Linked DNA regions of Mus musculus: region 1 is linked to region 2. The links are chromatin contacts, called in public Hi-C maps. All regions are on one chromosome and are shown on one strand. The core of a region is the stretch at or near the end of the contact, and the rest is flanking DNA. Distances in the headings are between cores, read along the strand shown. Region 1 has its middle 20 kb from the start of Gm31463. Region 2 has its middle 160 kb from the start of Gm31135.

What was found. A called contact is a pair of places that touch in the nucleus more often than the background predicts.
Region 1: a contact with region 2 is called in a Hi-C map of uterus, with 2.7 times the contacts expected there. The contact joins two enhancer-like sites. A contact is called at or near these places in 1 of 15 datasets of contacts at CTCF or cohesin (the NIH/3T3 cell line) and 6 of 484 Hi-C or Micro-C datasets (the HPC-7 cell line, nephron progenitors and uterus).

The regions. Positions count from the first base shown.
Region 1 is chr8:8,553,999-8,558,651 of GRCm38.p6, forward strand. No RefSeq gene overlaps it. Among named protein-coding and RNA genes, the nearest start is that of Gm31463, 20 kb to the right of the region's middle. Within about 2 kb of position 2,328, at least 30 of the 459 cell types and tissues checked have an H3K27ac peak or open chromatin away from gene starts, as enhancers often do. A contact at or near this core is called in uterus, where this site is marked.
Region 2 is chr8:8,325,237-8,329,672 of GRCm38.p6, forward strand. No RefSeq gene overlaps it. Among named protein-coding and RNA genes, the nearest start is that of Gm31135, 160 kb to the right of the region's middle. Within about 2 kb of position 3,010, at least 24 of the 459 cell types and tissues checked have an H3K27ac peak or open chromatin away from gene starts, as enhancers often do. A contact at or near this core is called in uterus, where this site is marked.

The sequences.
Region 1 (4,653 bases), core at 1,078-3,577, 230 kb after region 2:
TACCTTCCCTGCCTTCAAAGAATTTTGTGGTGTTGGTTTTATTTTGGTTTTGGTTTTTTGGTGTTTTGGTTTCCTTGTTTGTTTGTTTTCCAATTCTGTGTCTGAATCCAGGGTCTCATGCATACAAGATAAGCACTCCACCACTGATCCACATCCAACTTCTCCCTCTGTGTTCTACTGTCTCCCCGGGGGTTTGTTCTAAGGTTGGCATTTCTGGCCTAGTTAGAGTCAGTTAGGCATTCTTGAATAAGATGTCAAGACCTGGAAACTACTACGCAAACCCTAATCACTGGTCACAATATCCATCTCTTCCCTCCAGGGAAGACTAGAAGTCAACAGGTCACTTTGAGCTCTCTCTCTCTCTCTCTCTCTCTCTCTCTCTCTCTCTCTCACCCAGTTAAGCAGAAAGTCTTATTGTTCTATCTTCAAAGTACATCAAGATCCCAAAGTTTCCCCAGCTACCAGAACCTTACCCTTACCCTGGCCCCAGCCATCCTCCCCTTTCCCGCAGACTCCTGCCTTAACAGCCAGATAACTTGCCTTGTTTTAACCCTTGAGCCTCTGTAACTCAACAGCCCTACGGACATCTTCAGAATCTAAGTGGGTTCCCATCGCTCAGGCAAAATTCATCAATGGCCTTTCATGGCAGTAAGAACAAATTCTCAGTGCCTACAATGCCTGTGAGGTCCTTCACTCTTCACATACACCAACCTGGTTTGCTTTGAACAGGTAGCTACTACATCCCCACTCCCCATCGTCTTTCTTCCTGTCCCCAAGTAGCCAGGCACACATTCACTTGGAGGGTTTTACATCCATTGTGCATCCAGCTAGGCTGTTCTCACAGAGGTGTCTGCATAGCTCTGTCCTTTGCTCTCATAAAAATCATTGCTCAAGTGGCCAGCCTTCCCGGACCATCTTCCAACCGATAGCATTCCTGCTGGTAATTGCCTTTATCTCATCTCCCCCCACCACACCCCACACTGCCTTGTCTTCATTCTCCAACGGGCTCAATGTCACTGTGTTTACATATAATATTCATACCTACTGCATCGGTTGCTCTCTTTCCATCCCATGCTGTTCCACATGTCCCTTTCCTCTATCACCAGTACACCCCCAGATCATACCCATCTGTGCCTTAATACAGCACAATGGTCTCCTCTCACCTTGGTGGAATAGAGGGGTTCAAGAGGGTCCCTGGATGGCTAATGTCTGTACCTACCACACCCCACACTTCCAGGAAGCAGGATGGTGGCCACCAGACCAGGTGTTTCATTCCATGAATCACAGGCCATGGTTACTTTAGACCCTCCAACACCCCCACTTCCACCATCTACTACAAGTGAAAGATAGTTCTTAAAAATGCAGGCTAGGGTAAGCTGTGTGCAGTGGTACACACTGCAATCCCAGCATGTGAGAGATGAATGCAAGAGGATGAAGAGTTCAAGGACAAGCTAAACTATGTAATGAGTTCAAGGCCAGCCTGGGCTATGTAAGACCCTGTCTCAATAAAGGAAACAAAGGTCAGTAGCATGGCAGTGGTGAGCTCTGAAGACGCCGTGTGGGAACCTCACAAACTAGTTTGGTGCTCCCAGCTTTTCTGATAAATAGATGAGCAGCAATTTGTTGTTGGTGCTGTAGGGAATAACTTTCCAGAAGTGAAGATGTGATCTTTCTACTGAATTGCTGAAGCCTCTTTATCACCTCAGCTTCTTCACAACACCTCAAGTGTCCTGTTCTGCACTCACTGACACAATAACCCTCTTGCAGGTATGAAAATATTCACGTTAAACTTTCCCCAGGCCTTAGAATAACCATCACATTTCTCTAGAAAGCAGCTATGAAGCATCCTGGTATACGGGGCCGGAGTCATGGCTAAGAGCCTGTACTGCTCTTGCAGAGAACCCAAGTTCAATTCTCAGTATCCCACAATGCATGCCTCACAACTACCTATAACTCCAGATCTGGATCTGGGGAGAGCCAATGTTTTGGAAACTTGCATTGATGTGCACATACCCATACACGCACACACACACACACACACACACACACACACACACACACACACACACACACACGCACGCACGCGCGCGCGAGTAATTGAAAATAAAAGTAAATCTAAAAAGAAAGAGAATCCTGACATCCATATAAAATAAAGTATGGACGTTTTATGGGAGCACGATAGCTCTATCTAGAATGAAATAAAACAATCCAAACAAAGAACGATAACAACAACAAGCATGATTAATTAGTAAGCCCCCTTGTTCCAATGTCTGCACGTCGTAAATACCCAAGGAGGCAAGAGGGAGCTGCCTCGCCCCGAGCCCTGTGCTTATCGAGGTTGCTACCCTGAGTCAGGGTTTACAGTACTCACAGCTGCACATTCTTGACTGTACCGCCTTATGTTTTATGATCCAACCAGATGTAGGCCATAAACCGGTTTTATCTATTCTGTGGTTTGCTCCATACCAAGAAAATAAACTTCAAATGCCTAACCTCTTCATGACTGTTCCACTATTGCAAGCAGTAGAGCAAACAGGGTTTTTTGTTGTCTGGTACCCTAAAAAATGCTCTAAAATCAAAGTCTATTTGGGAAGATGGATTCCCTACTCCTGGAGATGGCAAAAAGGCCAGGATGGTTTGAATGGGTTGTGCTGTGTGTGCAGTGGCTCATTCTATTGATTTCGAGGCTGATGGACCGTAGGCTTCATCGATGGCTCCTTTCAGCTTCCTCCAGACTGAGAAGGAAATGGTCCTGTCTGTGCTCTGCTTGGGGCCTGCATTATTGATATTCTTTAATCATTATGTTGGAGCATAAAGCTGCTGTTATGTTGCCATTATGATGTGTCTTTATAGAATGTAGTTAGTGAAACAAAAATAGAGGATGCAGCAGGCAGAGCTGTCCCTCCATCTCTGTGAGGCTGAGCTCAGCTCGTGGAACTGAGAGAGAGCCCCCTGGCATGCTGGGTTTTTGGCAACAGTTACACAAAATGAACCTTTCTCAGCCTTCTAAAGAGGAAAAGCCACCTCTAGCATTTCAGCCCACTAGGAGACCTGCAGAAAAGCAGAGTCCATTTTCTAAGGCAATGTGTTCATTTTAACTTTCCTTTCTCTCCGTGCATGATCACTGTGCCTGCAGCACCACATCCCATGTGCTAGGGATGCAGTGAACAGCCCTGGCCTCAGAACCCTCTGGATGCTTTTAACCAAGTTGAGAAACTGAAAAGGTTGCAAACATTCCTCAGGAGCAAACTAACAAAACTGTGTCCAACTGCGAATGTCTTTTCAGATTTCCCATCTTCTGTTTCATCTAAATATCCTGCTAGCCGACTGCTGTTGAGGTTCTGTAAGATAAACGATGTTGCCACGAACAAGTAAATACTTCTGTACCTTTTACTCTTTTACTGTGTAATGAAGGAAAATGGAAACACCTGGCGACCATGTCTGCTAGCAAAGAGGGGTACATCCATTTCTAAGCAACCTCTGAATGGAGGTATATGTCCAAGCTCAAAAGAGATCTTTTCCCCCTGAGTACAGAGCTTGCTGTGTTCCTTGCCTGGGACACAGAAGGACACACACACCCATGAGGGATCATCAAGTTTATTATCGGAAGCCAGAAACATGCCTGGGCTTGTTCTGAGGGCCGTGTCACCTAGTCTAATCCAACATGCTGAAAACCCACTTGTTGGAATAGTTGAGTTGGTCCATTTTGCCTTCTAAATGTAGTTATATACATTAAAAAGCAGCTTTCTTGAGGCCTCATATATCCTAGGTTACACGGAGGTGATGACACAGAAGCAATAAATGAAGACTGGCATCTTTTCTATGTGTTTGCTTGTGGCGTTTTGCTTTGTTTCATTTTTGCTTTTCTGTATTGTGGACTAGAAGTGAGTTCAGATTCAGGGCAGATGTTGCCCGGACTGAGATTCGCTGCCTCCAGCTCCCCTGTGTTTTACAAGAGAAATCTAGTTAAGATGAACTTCACAGGTGTTTTGAGAAAGAAGACAGGAAAGTGACACAATTTACAAGTAGAATCAGGAATGGAGCTAGCTGTACCTGACATGAACGTGCTCGTTAAAAGTGTGCGAATTTCAGAATTTTGATTTGTTTTAAAGCCACAGTTGTGATTTTACATTTCCTTGACCTACTCCTTGCTGGTCAGGAAACAGATGAGTAAGAAACACTGGGTGAATTCTTTGCTTTACCCTAGGGGACCACAGAAGGGGCAGGTGCGGCTCAAGATGAAAAGGGATTGGAGTGTTTGTGACCCCTTAGCCAGTCACCTCCTGTCCTTCCAGCCCTGAGGAATGAGCTTCTCTGTCTCCTCTGACCACACACTCAGATCTCACTGATGCAGAATAACCCCGAGGGCCTCGGAAAGTCAACTTGATATCCGAATTTCCAGAAAATCCAAATTTAGGGTGGTTTCCTTTCATTGGCAGAACACCAGCTTGATTGGGGATCCTTCTCCAGGCTAGTGCTCCAGATCGGCCTGCTGGTGCTCCAGATCGGCCTGCTGGTGCTCCAGATCAGCCTGCTGGTGCTCCAGATCAGCCTTCAGTGCCAGACTATATTTTCATCTGTGACAGGGTGAAAACAAACATTTTCCCCCACTTCTGAAAATAACAATATTGAGAACACCTGATTTGTAGCTTT
Region 2 (4,436 bases), core at 1,760-4,259:
AGGCTTCCTTCTTGCTGACTGAGAGGGAAGGTAGCCACTGAATCAGGACCCCCAAGGAAAGAATAACACAGTGTTGGCCACTGCAAGGAGAAAACATACACAGCTAGCAAGGGAAGAACGTGGATGTGAGAGGGAGTCTGGACTTCTTTTTGGAAAGCTCTCTAACCTCTATATCTCTTCAGTATTCATTATCAATGGCCAGTTTCCCAGAACAATAAAGGTATGAAAAATGTCTTTGGAACATCCCAACATACCAGGCTCCCCTCCTGGAACGTTCATTATCAGATCTGCAGGGGCAGAGCCCTTGAGACCTGCATTCCAGGGCAGTGAAGCCTAACCAAAATCCTGTCACAGCTGAGGGCTCCTACAGTGCCTGGAGATCAAAGCCAGTGAACTTGGTCTAGGGCAACAGGTGTATGTGCGCCTGGGTACAATGGAGGAAGGCAAGAGAATTTGCACAGCCTAGACAGGCTACTGAGCCCAAGAGAGAAACAGGTGTGGCTCACAGGTGGGATCAAAGAGGCTTTGGATATGATTTTGACAAAACGAGTTGGTCCATTTGTGAGAGTCCCACTGTCGTGCCTCAGAGCTGTGTCTTAATTACCATTTACCAGTGATGCCCTATTAGGGAAGTAGAAAGGGAATGAGCAAGTTCCTAATTGCACCTTGCCTCTCTGGAGCTCTGGGCCGGCGCCTTTTCTCACATGCTTCCTCTTTGAGATAACCCATCTGTGCTGCCTCCTCTGAGACAAATGCTCCTTGTGGTGGCTCTACACCTCTTACATCAGGAAGATGGTGACAGACGCAGGAGAAGACGGATTTGTTGGGTTACGTTCCATCCCACCACGCGAATAGAAAAGAATGAGTTACCCAAGCAAATAATTGTGTTTGCTTTATGTTTTGGTGAAAGGGGAGAAGACATAAGAAAGCCACAGAGGACCCCGGGGTTCAAAATATTTAGAAACCTTCTTTACTTTCCAAACAGAGCCAGAATGGCAAAGAGAGGTACAGAAATTGGAAACAGCCTCGCAGAAGAATTGGCTGGCGTCGTGGCTCAGCAGCTGCTGTTAGGAATCGAGAGAAGCAACTCATTTAATTCCTGTGTTCTTTTAGGGGTCGGAGACCCAGAAAGAGAAGGCTGCATCCTGACGGCATTAAACGTGATTTATCTATCTGCCTTCCAGGATTGAAATGTCCCCAAGTGATGCCAAAAGTATGTTCCAGAAGGCAGTGACGACTCAGGAAGGGATCATTGTTTTGGTAAGGCCCTGCTTCTATATCCCTTCCTTCATTTGGTGCCAAATACAAGCAAGGCAATTAAAACAAGATAAGGAGGAGGGCCACTGCTGCCAGGACGGTGATTTCAACAATGCCATGTTACCAGTCCTCTCAGCCTCTCCTACAGCTCCCAAGAGAGTTCTAGAATCTGCAGGAGTATGTGTTCTTAGGACAGTACGTCCAGGCATCCTCTACCTGTCGGACTCGTGGGCTGGCACCACAACCTCAGGAGTTACTCCCTGGGCCCTCCCCTGGTCAAGGGAGTGCCTAGCAGCAGGCTCCTTCCAGGTTGAGTGACCTAATAAGCTGCAGCAGAAGCAACAGTGGACTTGTTGAAAGAACAGCGAAAGGGACAAAGGGGAAGTAGTGGTGTTGGGGAAGTAGAAGGAGGCCCAGGTGAATGCCTGGGGCTTGCTGGACAGACAGTCTAGCCTACTCAGGGAGTTCCTGGCTAGTGAAAGACACTGCCTCAAAACAAAACAAAACATAGCTGACTGGAACCTGAGGAAAGACATTCAATGTTTTACTTTGTCCTCTACAAAACAAAAAAAAAAACAAAAAACAAAACAAAACAAAACAAAAACTATACTCACATATGTACTCCAAACTACATGAGTATATGTGCATCTTAAGAATAAGGGAAATGCTAATAATAACATATCAGGCAGGGGGAGGGGCCTGGTGTCTGTGTGATGGCCATTGGCACTTTCCTCTCTTAGACTCAGGTCTCTGCTCAAAGGTGTCTCCTCAAAGAGCCATGCCCCTGCCACCCACTGTCACCCCCCTCCTGATCCTCCATTGTTTCCACCTATAACTGCCCTCTGTTCCTCCAAGCCTGCATGTTCTACCTCCCGATGGATACAGTCTTAAAGGATCTTACAGTGTTTCCAGCCATTTGTTTCAGATCCTTCCCAAAGAAATGCACTTCTGCAAGAAACAGTGTCTCACTTTCCTTGTTCCTCTCAGAAGCCTACTGCCCAGCAAATACTAGAATAAACAGAGAGAGAAATCAGCCAATCTCCATCCTGGTCTGGTTTTCATAGGCAATCTGTTTACTGCTGAAAACTACAGCAAGCATGTTTCCAGTGTAACAAGAGTGCTCTAACATTAGCATCTATCTGGGCTGTGCCCTGTGAGTCTGCCATACCAGACCCAAGCATCCTGCATGTTTTGATATTATGCTTTAGGTTTAAAAGCCTACAGGGTGGGAACCACAACCTTCCATATGAAGGCTCTCTGTTAAATACATTGTAATTAAGAAATTTCACTAATGAGCATTCTGACCTGGATACCCTGAAGCCAATGGTTTATTCTTAAAACTCAATATTATTTTATAAGAATTTTGTTTATTTTTCTACAGACTTAAAAAGTCTAATAAGGTAAATTCACTGAGTAGATAGAAAATCAGAAGATTCAAATTCAAGTTCTCCCTCTATTATCTTCCATCTAATGCTGTGTGAGTAGGTGTCTCTCTGTGTCAGTTTCCTGGTGGCAAAATTAAGGTAATAACTTCCAACCCGACCTGAGCAGATTGGGGGCGGGGAATCACCTTTTTAATTAGTGTAAAACACCCTGCTATTCTGAAAAAGTGTGACACTCACTCACAGAGGCTAGTGCTCCAACTCAGCTTCCAGGAAATGCTTCCAGGGAACAACTGTTAGACACACAGCTGTTCAGAGAAAATGCAAGCCAGAGAAACGCGTGTGATTAATGGGGCTGAGCAGAGTCTGTGATAACAGTACACTCATTGGACTTGGCTGGGATTGTCCTTCTAGAGAAGTTAAGTATTTTATAAATACTATCTCTTTCATCCTTTTAAACTTCCTGTGATGTGGCATTTATTACATGCAGCTTCCAGATGGACAGCCAACCACAGAGAAATGTATGGCTGTTCCAAGGGCCCAGGAGGGTCTGTATGCTCAGAAAAAGGAGGAGGGGGGATGGCTTTGATTGATGGAGTCAGTCATTCATCTGCTCGTTCACTCATTCACTCAACAGGAAATGTTGAAACTCCATTATGTGTCAGACGCTGACCTCGGGACTCAGGGAGGAGACTGGGATAAGGAAAGCATGTTAACTTGTGTTGAGCTGAAGGGCCCAGTAAAGGGGAACACAAAACAAGAGATAAAAGGCACTCACATGAAGCATTGCAAATTGTGACACATAGTAACAACATCGTAGGGTCTCAAAATGATTCTAGTGCTATGTTTGTGTTATAAGGATATAAATAAGCTTTTAATGGCATGAAAAGATGTGTACTGAGTTAAAGAAATGTAGAGGGGGCAGCTTGTTATGTGGCATAGTAGTTTATGCAAATCAGAAAATAAAGAACTGTACTGTTAGTATAACAGGTGCCCAAACTATGGGCCATTTCCATCCCTTTCTCCATATCTAAATGTGTGTATGTGTGTGAGCACATGTATCAAACCGCATGAGTGGAGGTCAGAGGACACCTTGCAGGAGCCTTTCTTTTCATCGTGCGGGTTCTGGGAATAGAACTTGGGCTGCCAGTTGTGGCAGCAAGCACCTTTTCACCCACCGGCTCTACTCTCTTCTTTCTTTATAGCTATTTTTTTTAAGTAAGCGTGAGTTGGTAGTGGAAAAAATAAACCTCAAAAAACCACTTTAAATACACCCTACAATGCCAAATGCAAAGCCTATGGACAGACTCTGGATAGAATTCTGTGTAGCAACCATGTATCCACATGTGGCTCTAAGAAGGACCCCACAAATGCTCACAGTCATCTATTGGATGGAACACAGAGCCCACAATGGAGGAGCTAGAGAAAGCACCCAAGGAGCTGAAGGGATCTGCAACCCTATAGGTAGAACAACAATATGAACTAACCAGTACCCCCAGAGCTCGTGTCTCTAGCTGCATATGTAGCAGAAGATGGCCTAGTCGGCCATCACTGGGAAGAGAGGCCCCTTGGTCTTGCAAACTTTATATGCTCCAGTACAGGGGAACACCAGGGCCAAGAAGTGGGAGTGGGTGGGTAGGGGAGCAGGACGGGGGAAGTGGTATAGGGGACTTTTGGGATAGCATTTGAAATGTAAATGAAGAAAATATCTAATAAAAAATAATGTGGAGGGAAAAAAAAAAGCAGGATTCCACAAGAGAAGAACCAAGGGAAAGGAAGTGCTTGTGAATGGACGCT